Regions from separate parts of the Mus musculus genome. Here all the other regions are linked to region 4. The links are chromatin contacts, called in public Hi-C and HiChIP or PLAC-seq maps. All regions are on one chromosome and are shown on one strand. The core of a region is the stretch at or near the end of the contact, and the rest is flanking DNA. Distances in the headings are between cores, read along the strand shown. Region 1 has its middle 12 kb from the start of Gm6958. Region 2 holds the start of Nxpe3 (neurexophilin and PC-esterase domain family, member 3). Region 3 has its middle 24 kb from the start of Nfkbiz. Region 4 overlaps Gm45968 (a long non-coding RNA gene).

Region 1 (3,809 bases), core at 815-3,314, 430 kb before region 4:
AAGGGCGCCCTCTTCTGGAAGAATGTGATATTACAGATTGGCTCTGAAGGGCGAACATGGGAACCAGGACGCTTGCTTGTTACAGCCTGCCATGAAATGCTTGTCTATTGTTCTTCACAAACGATCTGCCCAGCCTTCTGTGCCCAGCCTGTCCTTTCTGCTTAGAAAGCCTTTCTTCTTCCACTGGCTTACGTCTTGCTTTCTCTAGAATAGGGAGTGGCAAATGTCTTCTATGGAAGGCCAAATAGCAAATACTTTCAGCTTGATGAGCTAAAAGGAAAAATTGAAGGTACCATGTAGGTACATATATGACAAGAAAAAAAAAAGTTTGCACAACATTCTTACTGACACTATTTCTAATATGATGAGTACAGCTTCTTTTTTTTTTTCAATTTTAACCTTCATTTTTCCTTTATACAAAGGAGTTTTGCCTTTGTGTATATGTCCATACAGCACATGCATGCAGTGGTCCCAGGGACTAGAAGAAGGTGTCAGATCCCCTGGGACCGGAGTTAGAGACAGTTATGAGCTGCCACGTGAATGCTGGGGTGAAAACCCAGGTCTTCTGGAAGAGCGGTTGGTTCTGTTAACTACTGAGCCATTTCTCCAGGCCCAAGAACAGCCCTTTATAAAAACAAATCTGCTAGGCTGTGAGATGGATCACTTGGTAATTCTCAGGCTGCCAGTCCTGAGCCCTAAGGCTTCCAAAGAGGAAGGAAAGAACTGATTCTGTAAGTAGTTCTCTGATCCTCACACATATGACAAGGTATATGTGCATACATACATACATACATACATGTGATTTAAAATGTAAAGGATTTAAAGCCTAATATTAAGAATTACATTTTGGGGTTTGGCGAGATGGCTCAGTGGTTAAGAGCACTGACTGCTTTTTCAAAGGTCCTGAGTTCAAATCCCAGCAACCACATGGTGGCTCACAACCACCTGTAATGAGATTTGATGCACTCTTCTGGTGTGTCTGAAAACAGCTACAGTGTACTTTCATATAATAAATAAATAAATCTTGGGGCTGGCGAGATGGCTCAGTGGTTAAGAGTGCCGACTGCTCTTCCGAAGGTTCCGAGTTCAAATCCCAGCAACCACATGGTGGCTCACAACCATCTGTAACAAAATTTGATGGCCCTCTTCTGGAGTATCTGAGGACAGCTACAGTGTACTTACATATAATAAATAAATAAATATTTTAAAATAAATAAATAAATAAATATTTTTAAAAAGGAATTAAATTTTTGAGGGCTGGTGGGATGGCTCAGCGGTTAAGAGCACTGACTGCTCTTCCAGAGGTTCTGAGTTCAATTCTCAGCAACCACATGGTGGCCCACAACCATCTGTAATGAGATCTGATGCCCTCTTCTGGTGTGTCCGAAGACAGCTTCAGTGTACTTACATATAATAATAAAAAAAATGAATCAAAAGAAAAAAAGAAAGAAAGAAAGAAAGGAAGGAAGGAAGGAAGAAAGAAAGAAAGAAAGAAAGAAAGAAAGAAAGAAAGAAAGAAAGGAAGGAAGGAAGGAAGTCGTGCACCACCACTGCCCGGTTCAAAAATAAAAATAAATTTTGTTTACCTTTCTATCTTTTCTGAAGTAAAGAATAATTTTTAATATTTCAAACATTTTTATTGCCTATCACCAAATTAATTAATTTGTGCATTGTTCACTTGTCCTGATATGTGATTTTCCAAAGTTTATCTTTGAAAAGTATCTTTGTGTGCAGATAGACACCACACAATACTAATTACAAAAAAGTCTAAGTATTGGCATTTAATCGTTGTACCCATTGAGACATGAGAATGAAGGTCAGGTTAAGAGCCCCTTATTTGCTGGAGGTCAAGAGCAGGCTTTAGTTGGAAACAATGTTTGGTTCAGAGAAAAGTAAAGTTGATGAAGCTAAAAACCACCGTCGCATCCCGCCAGAGGCAGGCCACTGAGTAGAAGTTTCAAATGTTTCAGTTCGGAAGTTTCAGTTTGTTTTATGTTATAAAACCCAAGGCTGCCAGTGCTCAACAGGATGACAGCCGCCTGAGAGTGTTCAACAGGATGTGGTCGGTGGGGGCTGGGAAGGTAGGTTAGCTGAAACTAGGACAAAATGAAGTCACTCTGAGCCAGTCTGTCATCTCTGGGAAGTCAGCAAGAGACATACATCATTTGGTGCGAACAAACAAGCTGTGAAGAAACTATAGAATCCAAGTGGATTTTATATGACACTAAGATTTATTGTTAATTTTGGTGTATTGTAATAAAATGGTTCCTTTTTTTATCTTAGACTGTTTTCAGAACTACACATTAAACACTTTAAAATGGTGTGACATAGACTAGGATTTGCTGAAAAAAAAAAAAAAAGCAAACAAACAGACAAACCAGAGCAGGAAAGAAGGGTTGCTGGCAAAGGCGTGTGTAAAAGACTGAGTGGCCTGGAGTGGATAATGATGGAAACACCAAGGTCCATCAAATAGTTTATATTATTCTCTCTAGTTTTACCCAGTGATAGACATTTCCATTGATGTATGCACATTAACTTCAAAAGGGCTAGCCCAAATAACTGATCATACAGAAACTTGACAGACAATATGTAGACTAGACAGACAACATGTAGACTGGACAGACAACACTGAAACTGGATAATGCAGAAACTGGGCAATAAATGCTACAGCTATTTTTTTTTAAAAAAACTAATAATTTTCCCCCTGGGGCCCCAAATAGGAATTCTTCACCCCAACTCAGCACACACACACACACACACACACACACACACACACACACACACACACATACACACACACACACATACACACACATACACACACACATATATACACACACACATACACACACATACACACACACACACACACATACACACACACACACACACACACACACACACACACACACACACACATCATTCCGATCCCTTAAGTTAGGGTGGATGTGGTCATTTGATGTGGTTATGGCTGTTATCATCTAGGGTGGAAAGTTGTTTTTCTTAATTATTGTATGGTGACAAAAATTTAAAGTTGTTTGGTTAGACTATTGTTTGAGTACCTTGTACATAAACTTTTTGTTTAAGGTATGATGTAAAGTTCTAGTTTTGTGGTTCTTATAACTGATCTAACTGATAATGTTAGAGAAAAAGACAAACTTTTAAACAGAAGGAGGGATATAAAGAGGAAATTTCTAATTTCTTTGAAAACTCAATTGTGTCTCGTGATGTTTTTCTGGAAACTGTCTTTTTTGAAAAGATGTTTTTGCTGAAGCAGACACATGGGAGGATGTTTTACTGAGAACAGATGTTTTTCTGGAAGCAGCCTGGGAAAAGGGCATGAGATGTTTTTCTAGAATGGACGCTTGAGAGAACGCATGACGTTTGGAAAGGTTATAAGTATAACCCAACAAGCAGGGTGTTGGTGGCACACGCCTTTAATCCCAGCACTCGGGAGGCAGAGGCAGGCAGATTTCTGAGTTCGAGGCCAGCCTGGTCTACAGAGTGAGTTCCAGGACAGCCATGGCTACACAGAGAACCCCTGTCTTGAAAAAAACAAAAGCAAAAATAAAAAAAGTATAACCCAACACACAGGGGACAATGCTGTATGGTATTGGTTCGACTTGCCAATCTTTGCTGGTCATTGTTTGTGGTGACTTCATAGAGAGAAACACCGCCATGGAGAGAACTTCTGGTGTTGTTCCAGCAGCTTCTACAGACTTGATTGGCAGAGTCTTGCAGAGTCTTCTGGATCAAACTGACGTTGCTGACCTGTGTAAACAGAGCTGCTGATATCCTGACCACACAGA
Region 2 (3,919 bases), core at 299-2,798, 380 kb before region 4:
TGAGTGCTAGGAAATAAGATGTGAGCTACCACTACCTGGCAGAATCTGTAAGTTTTTAATATAAATTTATTGATCCTTTTAGAACTTTATGCAATGTATTTTGATTATTTTCTCTCTCTCTATTCCCCCGTGATCCATCTCCAACTCCCTTCACTGTGTTCTCTTAATTTAAACAAACAAACAAGCAAACAAACAAACAAACAACTTAGTCCAGTTTGTGCTACACAAACACTTAACAGGTGGGAAGCCATTCCCCGGAGAGTGGTTGACCTATCAGGGTCCATACCCTTAGGAAAACAGTATCTCCTGTTCCCAGATGCCATCATTGGGTCTTCAGTTAATGTGTGTGTACACATGAACCCTTTGTCCTGCCATGTGAGAATGTTGGTGGGTTGGTTTTGTTCAAGTCTTGTAGAGGCAAGCACAGGTGCTCTGCGTTCATGAACCCAGTGGTCTTATTATGCCCCGAAGACAGTTGTTTTGCTTCTGTTCTTCCTGACCTCAGGCTCTTATAGCTCCATTGTCAATAAATATAATGATAATTAATGACAGTTGGAATTCATATCGATTCTACTTCAACTTGGGACTAAGTCTGAGGGCAGACTTTTTTTTTTAACATTTTTTAAAAAGATGTATTTATTTAATGTATATGAGTACACTGTAGCTGTCTTCAGACACACCAGAAGAGGGCGTCAGATCTCATTACAGATGGTTGTGAGCCACCATGTGGTTACTGGGAATTGAACTCAGGACCTCTGGAAGAGCACGCAGCCAGTGCTCTTAACTGCTGAGCCATCTCTCCAGCCCCAGACTCCACCCCATCCCCCAGCATTTTGCTCTGGTTAAAAGTAAGTCCAACCCCACTGTGCTCTAAGCCAGGAACGTCTTTTGTCCCACACAGGCCTTTCTGTCCTCTAGAAACTCCTCTCAGTATCTCAGATTCACCAAGCTGCTTTTGACATAAAACGTCCAAACTAGGGTAATCCAGCATTGAGGGTGGTTTGGGTGGAATATCCTGGCGCTTTTGCCAAGAACTAACTTCAAAGAGAGAAGCTTCAAGATCTCTATGCTCACGTTTGGCAAGCAGTGTTTCTCTGGTACCAGCAGCTCCGCCACTGCTAGGCCAGCATTGTGGTTAGTTCTCAGGAAGAGAATCGGTTGAGGGGACGCTCCGGGGAAACGCTGATGTCCGAAGGTCATCTGTATTTGTGTCTCCAAAAGGGTCCAGCCCTCGGGCTAGAGTGTATCTCCGGAGGTACACAGTCATCCTAACCCAAGCTCCCTGGGGCGGTCGGGTAGCACAGGCAGTGCCAACTCCTTGTTTCGCCACTGGGCACATCACTCAGCTTGCGCGGCTGTCAGTCAACATCCCCGCTCCGCCCCGCCCCGCCCATAGTCGGACCAATCGTAGCCGGGGGTCGGGGGTGAGGCTCCGTAGCGCGGTCAGGAAGCCGGGAGAGAACAGCCTGGCGCGGAGGCCCCCGATCGGAGCGTCCACATCCCGTGGGAGGGCGAGCGGCGAGCGAGACCGGAGACCCGGTGAGTGCGAGCTGCGACTATGCGCGCGGCGGGGCGGAGCCTGTCCCGAGAGCGCCCGGTGCGGCGTGCCTCGTGCGCCCCGCAGCTGCAGAGCCCTGTGTTCCGCGCGCGGACCTCGGGTCCCTAACGTCCCCGGCCGGGTGTAGGGAGCTGCGGCCCCGGGAGTCCCAACTGCGTTCCAGAGCCCGGGAGCCGAGGCCCCGGTCGAAGACGCAGGCAGAGCTTCAGCCCTGGGCTGCGACTGCCAAGGTCCGGATGATCCGAGCCGCTGCAGAGAGGATGCAGGGCGAGCCTGAACATCTCCATCCTCAGTTTCTCCACTTGCTGCAGCGCCGCAGCGCCTGGTAGCAGGCACCTCAGGTGACCTGTACCCGAGAGCGCAGTCAGGCCCCTCTCCTCCCCCCAACCCCCACCCCTTACTTCTCTTCTTTTTTCCACTCCCAGTGCAGAGAGCTTGGCGACACTGCACTTGGTCCCTATCGCCAGTCTCATCGCTGCTGTGGCGCCAGCTGCTTCTTATCTTGTTGTCTCCTCATACTTTGGACTACCCAGGCCTTACTGAGCTGCAGTTTTGGAGGCATCAGAGAAGTCATGCAGGGAGGAACATGTGTGTGACAGTCCTCTGTGGGATGTTGAGATCTTGGCTTGTGTTCTGTCTCTGCTTGACTCAAGTTCAGAAGGGCAGTGGTGCTCAGAGAGGTTGTGAGGCAGGATTTTGCAAAAATGTATATGAAAGTGTAATTTCCCCCTTGCTTTTCATCAACAATAGATTATTGCCGTGTTCCCAATGGATGAAGAATCACACTGCCTGGTGATTGTGTTCTCTTCCTGTAGGCATTATGTGTCATTTGGAATATTAGGGTGTCTTTGAAGCTGGCAGGTTGCCAGGACCCTCATGACTGTCTGATTCCTCTCAGGGGGAGGGCACACCATACTTTAACCCAGCAGTGTGGGGGGCTCTGTCCCCTTTTGACTGGGCTTACTATCTTCTTTCCATGTCTGTTGTTTTCATAATTTCTTCTGGGTTGACCAAGTGTGTAATCGGCTACTGAGAAAGGAGCTGAAGGAAGGTCACTGAAGAGGGAATGGTTGTTCCTAGTGCTCCAGAATCCAGTTGTCCTGAGAGACCATGGCAAGGCACAGTTCAAAATTCATTTTAGTACCACTAGCCCTTGCCAACTGAAGTAAGCAATGCCCCCTGGCCACTCTATTTAGTGGTTCTTCTACTTGGCAGTCTACTGTAGCTATCTAAGGGATATCAAGGGTTTCAAAGTAAGCGATGCCAAAGGATCCAAGCCTAAGGTGTAGACATAGGAAAAGCAGAACCAGCAAAGGTGTTGGCCTCCTAAGGTGTAAAGAAAATTCATTTGCAGAGAGCAAAGGCCAAGGCCAAACGCTGGAATGTGGTTCTACCTTGTGGCTCCTGGGGGATCAGACTGCTGGGCTGGTCAGGGCACTTTTATCTGCTGAGTCACCTCACTGGCCCCTTTTTACAGAATTATCACTTCTAATAACCGAAGAGCCTACCTTTACAAGGTAGCAACTACCCTCAGGTTACACTTAACAATGTCTCTTACCTGTTTCTAAATGTATACCCTCGTCTCTCACTAAGGTCTATAATAGTGTGTGTTTGATTTCCAGCCAAAGGCTACTGGAGCAGTAGGTACTTTAAAGAAGCCTTTATCAGCACTGACACATACTTTATCAGACTGGAACCACTATCAGTGTCTGTGTAGAGCTGAACCTTTCGGCTGGAGCCTGGGACGGAACAGTTCAGAGGCAGCAGAAACTGGCGTTGTAAAAATGGAGTTCTTTCGGATCCACCTCTAAACAATAAAGAGAGTAAATCTGATCAGGCTTTCCAGGGGAAAAATCAAAATAACTGAGGAATGAGAAGAACAGCAACAGTAGCTGGCGTAGAAAATATCCAGTAAAATAACAGATGAGGGTTGGAGGTGGCTACCCAGCAGGAAAACCTTCTTGCCTTGAAAGTTCAGTTTCCGGGACCCCCATGGGAGGAAAGAACTAACTATTATAAGTTGTCCTCTGACATCCACAGGTGTGTGCACTGTGGTATACATGGACACACAGATACACGTAAATTATAAAAATAATTAAAAATTTTAAATAGTAGATGATAATTTAGATGAATCCCTTCTAAGTTCAGAGGATGACGTTAGCTCGTCTGCATTTCAGTGCAGTATGATAAGAAATGAAGATAAAATGTATACATAAACATTGTCTTAGTTAGGGTTTCTGTTGCTGTGAAGAGACACCCTGACCAAGGCAACTCTTATAAAGAACAACATTCAACTGGAGCTAGTTTACAGGTTCAGAGGTTCAGTCTATGATAATGATGATAATCATGGCAGAGTCTAGG
Region 3 (4,036 bases), core at 136-2,635, 280 kb before region 4:
GGCAGTTAGTTGTCCAGCTATTGTGATGTCTAAGGCATATTTAAACATAAGGCTGTGTGTGTGAGTCCTTCATCTGGGAATAAAAATGGTCAAAGACGGGAAGGAACCCCATGCCAGTATTTTTAAAATATTTTATACAACATGACAATTCTTTCTTTTGTCTCCACAGTTAAATGGCTACCTATCTGTCAAAAAACCCTGTCATTTCTAATAGCATCTCGTGCTCACACTTATATTTCAACCAGTACTCTTTGAGGGGCTGGAGAGGTGGCTGAGTGGTTAAGGGCATTGACTGCTCTTCCAAAGGTCCTGAGTTCAAATCCCAGCAACCACATGGTGGCTACAGTGTACTCATATACATTAAATAAATACGTCTTTAAAAAAAAAAAGAAGTACTCTTTGAGCTAAGTCTGTCTCTTGTTTCTTTGAATGCCAGTGTCTAGAACAGCATCTGCCTTGTATAGGAACTCAACACCATTCTTACAAATTGATTAAAATGTAATGATCACATTTCCCCCTCCCTTTCCTTCTACTTTCCCTCCCATGTCTGTCATCTCCCAACTTCCTCCCAAATTCATGGCCTTTTATTCTTGAACCATTGTTATTACACACACACACATATGCATATATATTGTTATATATTATATATGAATATATAACTTGTTGAATCCATTCAATGTTGTCTGCATGCATAGGGCCGAGCACTTGATATTGGGTAACCAATCCAGGGGTTCATCACTGGGGAAGATTAATTCTCCCTTCTCAGGAGTTGTTAATTGCTCATAGCTCTTCATCTAGGGGTGGGGTCTGTGAGATTTTCTTTGTCTCTGTTGGATGTCAACTAGTATTGGAATTGCTTGGCTGTAGTTTAGACCGCCATGTTCTGTGCTCAACAAACATTTGAGGAGGACCACTGATGCACCAATGAATAGAGTTTGTTATCCTACTGCCCACCGAGCACGTCAATGCATTTTATAAATGTGTTTACAATGTATTTAGTTTTTAATGTCCTAGATTCCTATGTAGATACCAATGATCCTGTGTGTGTGCACAGGCATGGGTACCTATGCCGGGGTGTATTCTTAGATGTGGAGGCCAGAATTTGATATTAGGTGTCTTCTTCAGTCACTCTCTGCTTTTTTTTTTGGAGACAGGATCTCTCTGAATTGGCCACCTGAGTTGACCAGTAAGCCCCAGTGATCTTCATGTCTCCATGTTCCCAGCCCAGAGAGGGCAAACACTTGTCCCTGCTCTTGGCTTTTGACATGGGTTCTGGAGGATTGAAAGCAGAGGTCCTCACGCTTGCACAGCAAGTTTATGAACTGAGCTGTTTCTGTTTTGACATCTTCTCCGGCCCTCTGGCAGACAGTATGCAGCTATGTGTGGCTTTGCCACTTGGCATTATTTCAACTGGGCTGACCCATAGCTGTTTGCTTTCGTAAAGAAACTCAGCTTGCAACTATGGAAATGAAAAAGGGAAAAGCAAGGGATGTCGAAAGTGAACATGAATTTCCACTGGTGGTGTGTTACTGGCTTTGAACTTCCTCTCTGCTGCAGCTCACACAGCTGCTCACACGTGTGTCTGCTGTGTGGTGTTCAGAGCGTTGTTTACTCTCTGAACTCTCGCCCTTTGGGTCTTGGTTTGGGTTGAAGATATTAAGGTATGTGCTGTGCAAGTGGAGATTTAGTGTTTTGTTTTATTTTATTTTATTTTATTTTATTTTAGTGAAAGGAATAGTGTTGAGTTTCTTCACAGTATCATAGCCGAGCACGTCATTCCATTATATAAAACAAAGCAAAAATGAACTAAGCATGCTGGGCCTTTCTCCCTCAAACTTCATCTCCCTTTAGTGCCTGGAATTTAAAATGATTTTGTGGAAAACACCCAGAAGTTCAAAGTAGAGATTTTTTTTTTCTTTTTAGGTTTACAACATAGCCCAGCCTCAAACTTGCCATCTCTCTGTTTCTACCTCCTGAGTTGAGGCAAAACATACGTTGACCACCACGCCCAGCTGAAAGTGAAGGGCTGATGTCTAGGTCAGTGGGATACTTAAGTCAGCAGGATATAAAAGTACTGATGTTTCTCTTTGACAGCATTCCAGAATCATCCCAGTTTGCATTACTAGACCCTCCGGCTCTATAGCAGTGAGGAGCAGGATGTGGGCATATTTGACATGGTGGTACAAGTGGGAATAGGGAGCAGGGACATGGGATGCCCAGCTGCTGAAGGATGGAAGACATGTGCCATCTCTTAACCTGTGTTCAGCTATGACTTGAAAAGTTGGCTCAGGTCTCCAGGAGGTAGGCTTAGTTTCACTGTAACAGTTTTCTGCTATTAAGCTCTGGAATTCGAGGTGGTTGATGGGAAGGCAGTGGGGAATTCTGAATAGGTTTCATAGAATAGTAAGTTATGTGGCATTTGTGAGACTACAAGACATTTTCAGAGAGAGCGTTAAGCCATTTCTCAAATGTTGCTTTGATCAAGCACTTCCACAGGTCTCCGAGGTATAAATGCTACTTGTTCCTCAGGACAGGCCCTGGTTGTGGTGTTTTCTTGAAGAACAGCTTCCATGAGACTGTAAAGGTCAATTCTTTATCTATATTGTCCTGGGTCTAGAAGTTGTACTTTCTTGATGTTGGGATCTGGACCTAAATGTCCCCTGAAGGTTTAAGTGTTGCTGAAGGCTTGACCAATTAATTGTGACTTTTCTGGGAGGTGCTTCAGCCTTTAGGAAGTAGCACCTATTTGGAGGAGGTGGGTCTCTGTGGGCGCATCCTTAAGTATTGTATAGAGGAGTCTGTTTTTCCCAGTGTCTCTTCTCCTCTGTTCTGAGCAAACTTCTGGCTTTGATGTTCATCCTTGCCAGCATCCCAGAATCAAAAAGATCAAGTGAGCATGGAGGGCATTGTGGCTCAAATGAGTCTTTCTTCTTGTAATTTAATGTTCTGAGGCACTTTGTCACATCAAAGGAAAGCTGACTGACACAATGAAGAGAATTAGATAGACTTGCCTTTAGAGTTAGAGAACTAGAAAATGGTGCTAACAAATAGAACATGCACTAGAGGAGGGAAGGGACCGTGGGGGCACTGGGATCGGTTCCATAGAATCGCTATCATACCTGTAAGTCAAACAGTAGAGTGGCTTTCTGCCGGCAGGACAATATTAGCCAATGCTATTCTCCCTTGATGTCATGAAGGTTGACTGGCAAGGCTGGCTGATCTGCCTGTGCCACTGTGGAGTGGAGTGCTCCTGAACCAGCTGTTCCCAAACTCAGAAAGTATAATTCCAACTTTTGGACAAGGTCCCCTATGGGTAGGACATAAAGTCTGGTGCATTTTCTCTGGAGGGAGAAACTTTCTTCAGTCCTAAGCCAGAGAGAGCCCTGCATGTTTGTGTGACATTGGTCATGTCATTCCCTCTGTCAAGGTCTGGTGTTTTCATCTCTATGATGTTACCACCTATAACTTATATAGGCTGAAAATGCTTTTTTAAAAATTTTTATTTGAAACAGGGTTTCTATGTGTAGCTCTGGCTGTCCAGGAATTGTGGCCTTAAAACCACAGATAACTGCTTGCCTCTGCCTCCCAAGTGCTGGGATTAAAGGCGTGTGCCACCACCACCTGGGGACTGAACAGGAATTTAAGTGAAAAATGCTTGGTATAAAACAGATACACAATTATACACATTTCTAGGGCCAAATGACATTTTATGATTTTAAAAATTATTCTCCCTTACCGATTGCATTCTTCTAAAGTAGGATTGTTGTGACTAGACTTAAAACTGGAATGAACACACACACACACACACACACAAACACACACACACAGAGACAGAGAGACAGAGAAATGCGATTTAGAAGCATAGGTCAAAATTGTTAGAGAACAACAAGCCAAGGTGATTCTCTTTAATGTAAGTGTACTATTTGCAACCTGCCAAAAGCACACACAGGCACACAAATCTTTGATATTGCCCTAAGAAGAACAGGCTCCAACAATGTTTGTATCTGTGGCAAACACTCTTAAAATGTGTTACTAC
Region 4 (3,781 bases), core at 1,068-3,567:
CTTTGTACTTTAATAGTACAGCTCAAAGCACTTAGAATTTATAAGTTGGAACAATTATTCATTAATCACATGCTTATCCTACATCAGTTCTGTATACTAAAGTTTTTTTTTTAGAAGCCAGTATGGGGCTGGGCGGTGGTAGCTCACACCTTTGGTCCTAGCACTCTAGAGGCAGAAGCAAGTGATCTCTGTGAGTTTGGGGCCTGGTCTACAAAGCAAATTCCAGGATAGTCAGGGTTATGCAGAGAAACTCTGTCTCAAAACAAACAAACAAACAAACACCAACAAAACAAAACAAAACAAAAACTACAAACCAACAAAGGAAGCCAATGTGGAAGAATATACAACCTTCATCCTCTGCCCTCAGAAACCTTATAGGTACAGTGTATACAGAACCTTTGCCCGGAAGATCAATATTTTATCTAGAGGTTTGTTCTCAGAGTTTCATGTGTGATTTGTAGGTTTATTGGCTTTCTAAATGGGCTGGAATATCCTTGGAGGAGATTCCTATTATCCTTTAACTTTAGCATAGTGTCAAAGTACGATGGTTGGCATAATCACAGTCATTCAGTAGAATCAGGTCAACCCGCATGGATCACAGTCTTACCAATGTACTGAGAATGAGAACTCAGTCTGCGATAGTCCAGTGGAGGAATAGAGGCTTGAAAAGTGACCGAACCCTTAAGGAAGCTTTACCTGGGACTGGAGGGGAAGAAACCGCTTAGCTGGATATATCATTCAGTAGCAAGTCACACACACAACAGTGGCTTGCACAAAGGTTAGAACATCCAGGGTTTGAGATATCTAGAAAAAGGAGGAGAAACAACTTGCAGAGCTAGGTTTAGCTAATCTCAGTAGGAGCAGTCTGTATAGTCTCCGTAGCAGTCTCCAGATGGTAAATATCTGGGAGAAAGGGAGCTACAGTGGCCATTTTCTGCATGTACTACCAGCATCCATGCTTGGACCCTCCCAAAGAAGGCTTTGCTATCCCTATCCCTCTGAGCCTCACCTAGAGAGGTGTTGCCACTTCCATGGGCAGAAGCATTGGGGGTTCCCTGATGTGGTAATAATCATGTCAACTGTACATACTCACTCAGGACTTTATTCACTCAGGGCTTCTTCCCGTTCCCATGCTTCACCTCTTAAAGTTCCATCTCTCCTTTGTACGGCCACACTGATGCAGACTGTCTGATACACAAACCCTTGGGAGGAAAACCCCACCTAAATCATAGAGCACAGCATTTAAATCCAATAAATGGTGTGTGTGTGTATGTGTGTGTGTGTGTGTGGTTTTTGATGTGTCTCAAACAAAAAGATCATGCTATTAGGATTGCTGTGTAAGTCTGAAGGTAGACAGCTTTGGAATTGAGAAGACAAAAGAAACAGAAAGTTCTGTCTGTTATATAGTGAATTTAATGAATTGGTAGAAGTCTATACTGAATTATGGCTATCAGTCTAGATCTGAGAGGTAGGACAAAGCTTTTTATCTGTTTGTTAAAATGCAGAGGTGGTAGGCAATAGAGAGTGCTCAGGACATGTGTTAACATGAAGACTGAGTGGAGCAAAGTGGCAATAATATAAAAACCTTCAAGAAAACCTTTTGACTGGCTGAGCACATGCCAATCACTGTTCAGGTGGGCTTTGGAACAGAGAAGCGCTTGGTTCTAGTATAACGTAAGGAAATACATTGAGGAAGAGATGGGAGGAAAAGGATTTTCTATATCGCCCTTCCTCCAACTCAAAGAAACACGGCATAGGGAAAATGCTTCCTAACTTAGGAAGCATTGTGCTATAGTCCGTATCACTCATAACGAGTCTCAGGGCTTGTGAGTTCATTTTAGCAGCTTGTAACCCATAGTATCAAGTGTCTTAGTCTTGCCTCATTTCTGTGTTGCAGTCAGTGGGTTGTGAGTACAGGAAGCTATAAAACATAGTATTGTTAGTCATGTGACTGTTTGCCCATCGTGCTCCTAACCCCAGGCAGTATGGTATTAAGAGAATCATTGTACCCCAAGAGAAGAAGAAAATAAGTGCCAAGTTGTTGCTTTGGAGTCCAGGGCTAGACCTTCCACAGTAAGGCAAAGTGCGGAGCAGAAACTTTTGGCACCTTAACCACAGGCTGTTGGCTATGTGCGAAGCATCCAGACCCACTGCAGACTCAGAAGGCAACTTATTGAGCTGCATTACCTTTTTTCAGCACTTTTTCTCAGACCATTCTGAGTAGCACATCATCTATAGAACTGAGGACAAGAATGGACTGCATGATTTCAGAGGTGAAATTGCAACTGTACACCAAGCCTGGACTGACAGTAAACCTGAACCTAGAGTGTCATCTAGTGCTCAAACAGCAGCAGTGACCAAAGGTCAGATACAACGGGAAGCCTCTTTAGAGCTTCTGGAAGGATAGTGTCTCAGTTAGGGTTTTACAGCTGTGAACAGACTCCATGATGAAGGCAAGTCTTATAAAAGACAACATTTAATTAGGGCTGGCTTATAGGTTCAGAGGTTCAGTTCATTAGCATCAAGGTAGGAACATGGCAGCATCCAGGCAGGTATGGTGCAGGCAGAGCTGAGAGTTCTACATCTTCATCTGAAGGCTGCTAGTGGAAGACTGGCTTCCAGGCAGCTAAGATGAGGGTCGCAAACCCACACCCACAGTGACACATGTACTCCAACAAGGCCACACCTCCCAACAGTGCCACTCCCAGGGCCAAGCATACACAAACCATCAAAGATGGGTACACGCTGATTATGAAAACTAGAATATTTAAGTATCAATTCCTTTTACTCAAAGACATCATTTACTCTTCAACAGCTGTTTAAAACTTTCAGGAAATTTGGCCTCACCTAAGATAAGACACCAGGGAGACTGATTATATAGTAATGAATATATGTAAACTCTTGGATCAAGAAGTCAAAATAGGTATCTTTAGGAAGTTCAATGAGGTTCAAGACAACTCAGAAAAAAAAAACTCAGTATTTTATGAGCAAAGCAGAGTGAACAAACTAACCACTTGTAAATCACTTGAGCTAAAACAGGATTTTCAGCAATATGGAAAATGGGATGGAAAACATCCATAACTGAAAAGAGCCAACAACAGAAACAGGGGCAATGTCTTTGCAAATACAAAGAGGAGAGAGGGAAAAAAAGAGAAAATACAATGAAGCTGAAAGAAGAAAACTTACATGAACTTTGGAATAACTTTAATTATGCAGGTGATATTGATCCAAGTGGTCCTTGCTGTTACAGTGGTAGGACGATTGGAAAGGTTACATCTGAAAACTTCCCAAACCCAAAGAAGGCTACCGATATTTATATAGAGGATGATCAAAGGTCACAAGCCAGATTCATCTCAAGCAAGAGTAAGCCAAGATGCCTCACAATGAAGACCTGAAAGGTCAACAGTCAAGAGAAGATCCTCAGTTGAGCAGGAGAAAATACACTAGCCCCAACAAACACCTTGACAGCACCCGTCTCAGCTGAACCTTGGAAGGCCAGGGCAGAGTATGATTCTTTATTTATAGCACTGAAGAGAACAGATCAAAACAACAAAACAAACTATCTACTGTTCAGGAATATATATATATTTAAATTACTTAGTAAGGTTTATTTTAATTATTTTATTTTATTTACTTTCCAGCCGTTGACCCACCTGTTGGTCCCCTCTCTCACAGTTCCTCATTCCATTCCTCCTCCCACTTGCCTCCAAGAGGGTGCTCTCCCCACCCCCAATAGACCCCCCCCTTTCCATGAGGCCTTAAGTCTCTCAAGGATTAAGTG

What was found. HiChIP or PLAC-seq counts read pairs in DNA pulled down with a chosen protein or histone mark. Hi-C and Micro-C count contacts between places; a contact is called where the count stands out from the background.
Region 1: a contact with region 4 is called in a CTCF HiChIP or PLAC-seq map of CD8 T cells, with 5 read pairs. The contact joins two enhancer-like sites. A contact is called at or near these places in 1 of 39 promoter capture datasets (3T3-L1-derived adipocytes), 1 of 15 datasets of contacts at CTCF or cohesin (CD8 T cells), 2 of 484 Hi-C or Micro-C datasets (the Ba/F3 cell line and the N1E-115 cell line) and 1 of 115 datasets of contacts at active chromatin or transcription factors (effector CD8 T cells).
Region 2: a contact with region 4 is called in an H3K4me3 HiChIP or PLAC-seq map of bone marrow-derived macrophages, with 2.6 times the contacts expected there. The contact joins the promoter of Nxpe3 here to the enhancer-like site in region 4. A contact is called at or near these places in 1 of 484 Hi-C or Micro-C datasets (bone marrow-derived macrophages), 9 of 115 datasets of contacts at active chromatin or transcription factors (the 230-238 cell line, acute myeloid leukemia, bone marrow-derived dendritic cells and 4 more) and 2 of 9 other capture datasets (adipose tissue and liver).
Region 3: a contact with region 4 is called in a Hi-C map of bone marrow-derived macrophages, with 26 read pairs. The contact joins two enhancer-like sites. A contact is called at or near these places in 12 of 484 Hi-C or Micro-C datasets (the AML12 cell line, adipose-derived mesenchymal stem cells, bone marrow-derived macrophages and 5 more), 14 of 115 datasets of contacts at active chromatin or transcription factors (bone marrow-derived macrophages, craniofacial prominence, differentiating embryonic stem cells and 11 more) and 2 of 9 other capture datasets (adipose tissue and embryonic stem cells).

What each region holds. Positions count from the first base shown.
Region 1 is chr16:55,947,361-55,951,169 of GRCm38.p6, reverse strand. No RefSeq gene overlaps it. Among named protein-coding and RNA genes, the nearest start is that of Gm6958, 12 kb to the left of the region's middle. Within about 2 kb of position 2,064, at least 135 of the 459 cell types and tissues checked have an H3K27ac peak or open chromatin away from gene starts, as enhancers often do. A contact at or near this core is called in CD8 T cells, where this site is marked.
Region 2 is chr16:55,892,908-55,896,826 of GRCm38.p6, reverse strand. Nxpe3 (neurexophilin and PC-esterase domain family, member 3) reads left to right here and starts at 1,548. Exons shown (of 6, transcript NM_001134457.1): 1 at 1,548-1,899.
Region 3 is chr16:55,796,475-55,800,510 of GRCm38.p6, reverse strand. No RefSeq gene overlaps it. Among named protein-coding and RNA genes, the nearest start is that of Nfkbiz, 24 kb to the left of the region's middle. Within about 2 kb of position 1,385, at least 43 of the 459 cell types and tissues checked have an H3K27ac peak or open chromatin away from gene starts, as enhancers often do. A contact at or near this core is called in bone marrow-derived macrophages, where this site is marked.
Region 4 is chr16:55,518,402-55,522,182 of GRCm38.p6, reverse strand. The region is part of intron 1 of Gm45968 (a long non-coding RNA gene); the gene reads left to right. Among named protein-coding and RNA genes, the nearest start is that of Mir5118, 26 kb to the right of the region's middle. Within about 2 kb of position 2,317, at least 17 of the 459 cell types and tissues checked have an H3K27ac peak or open chromatin away from gene starts, as enhancers often do. A contact at or near this core is called in CD8 T cells and bone marrow-derived macrophages, where this site is marked.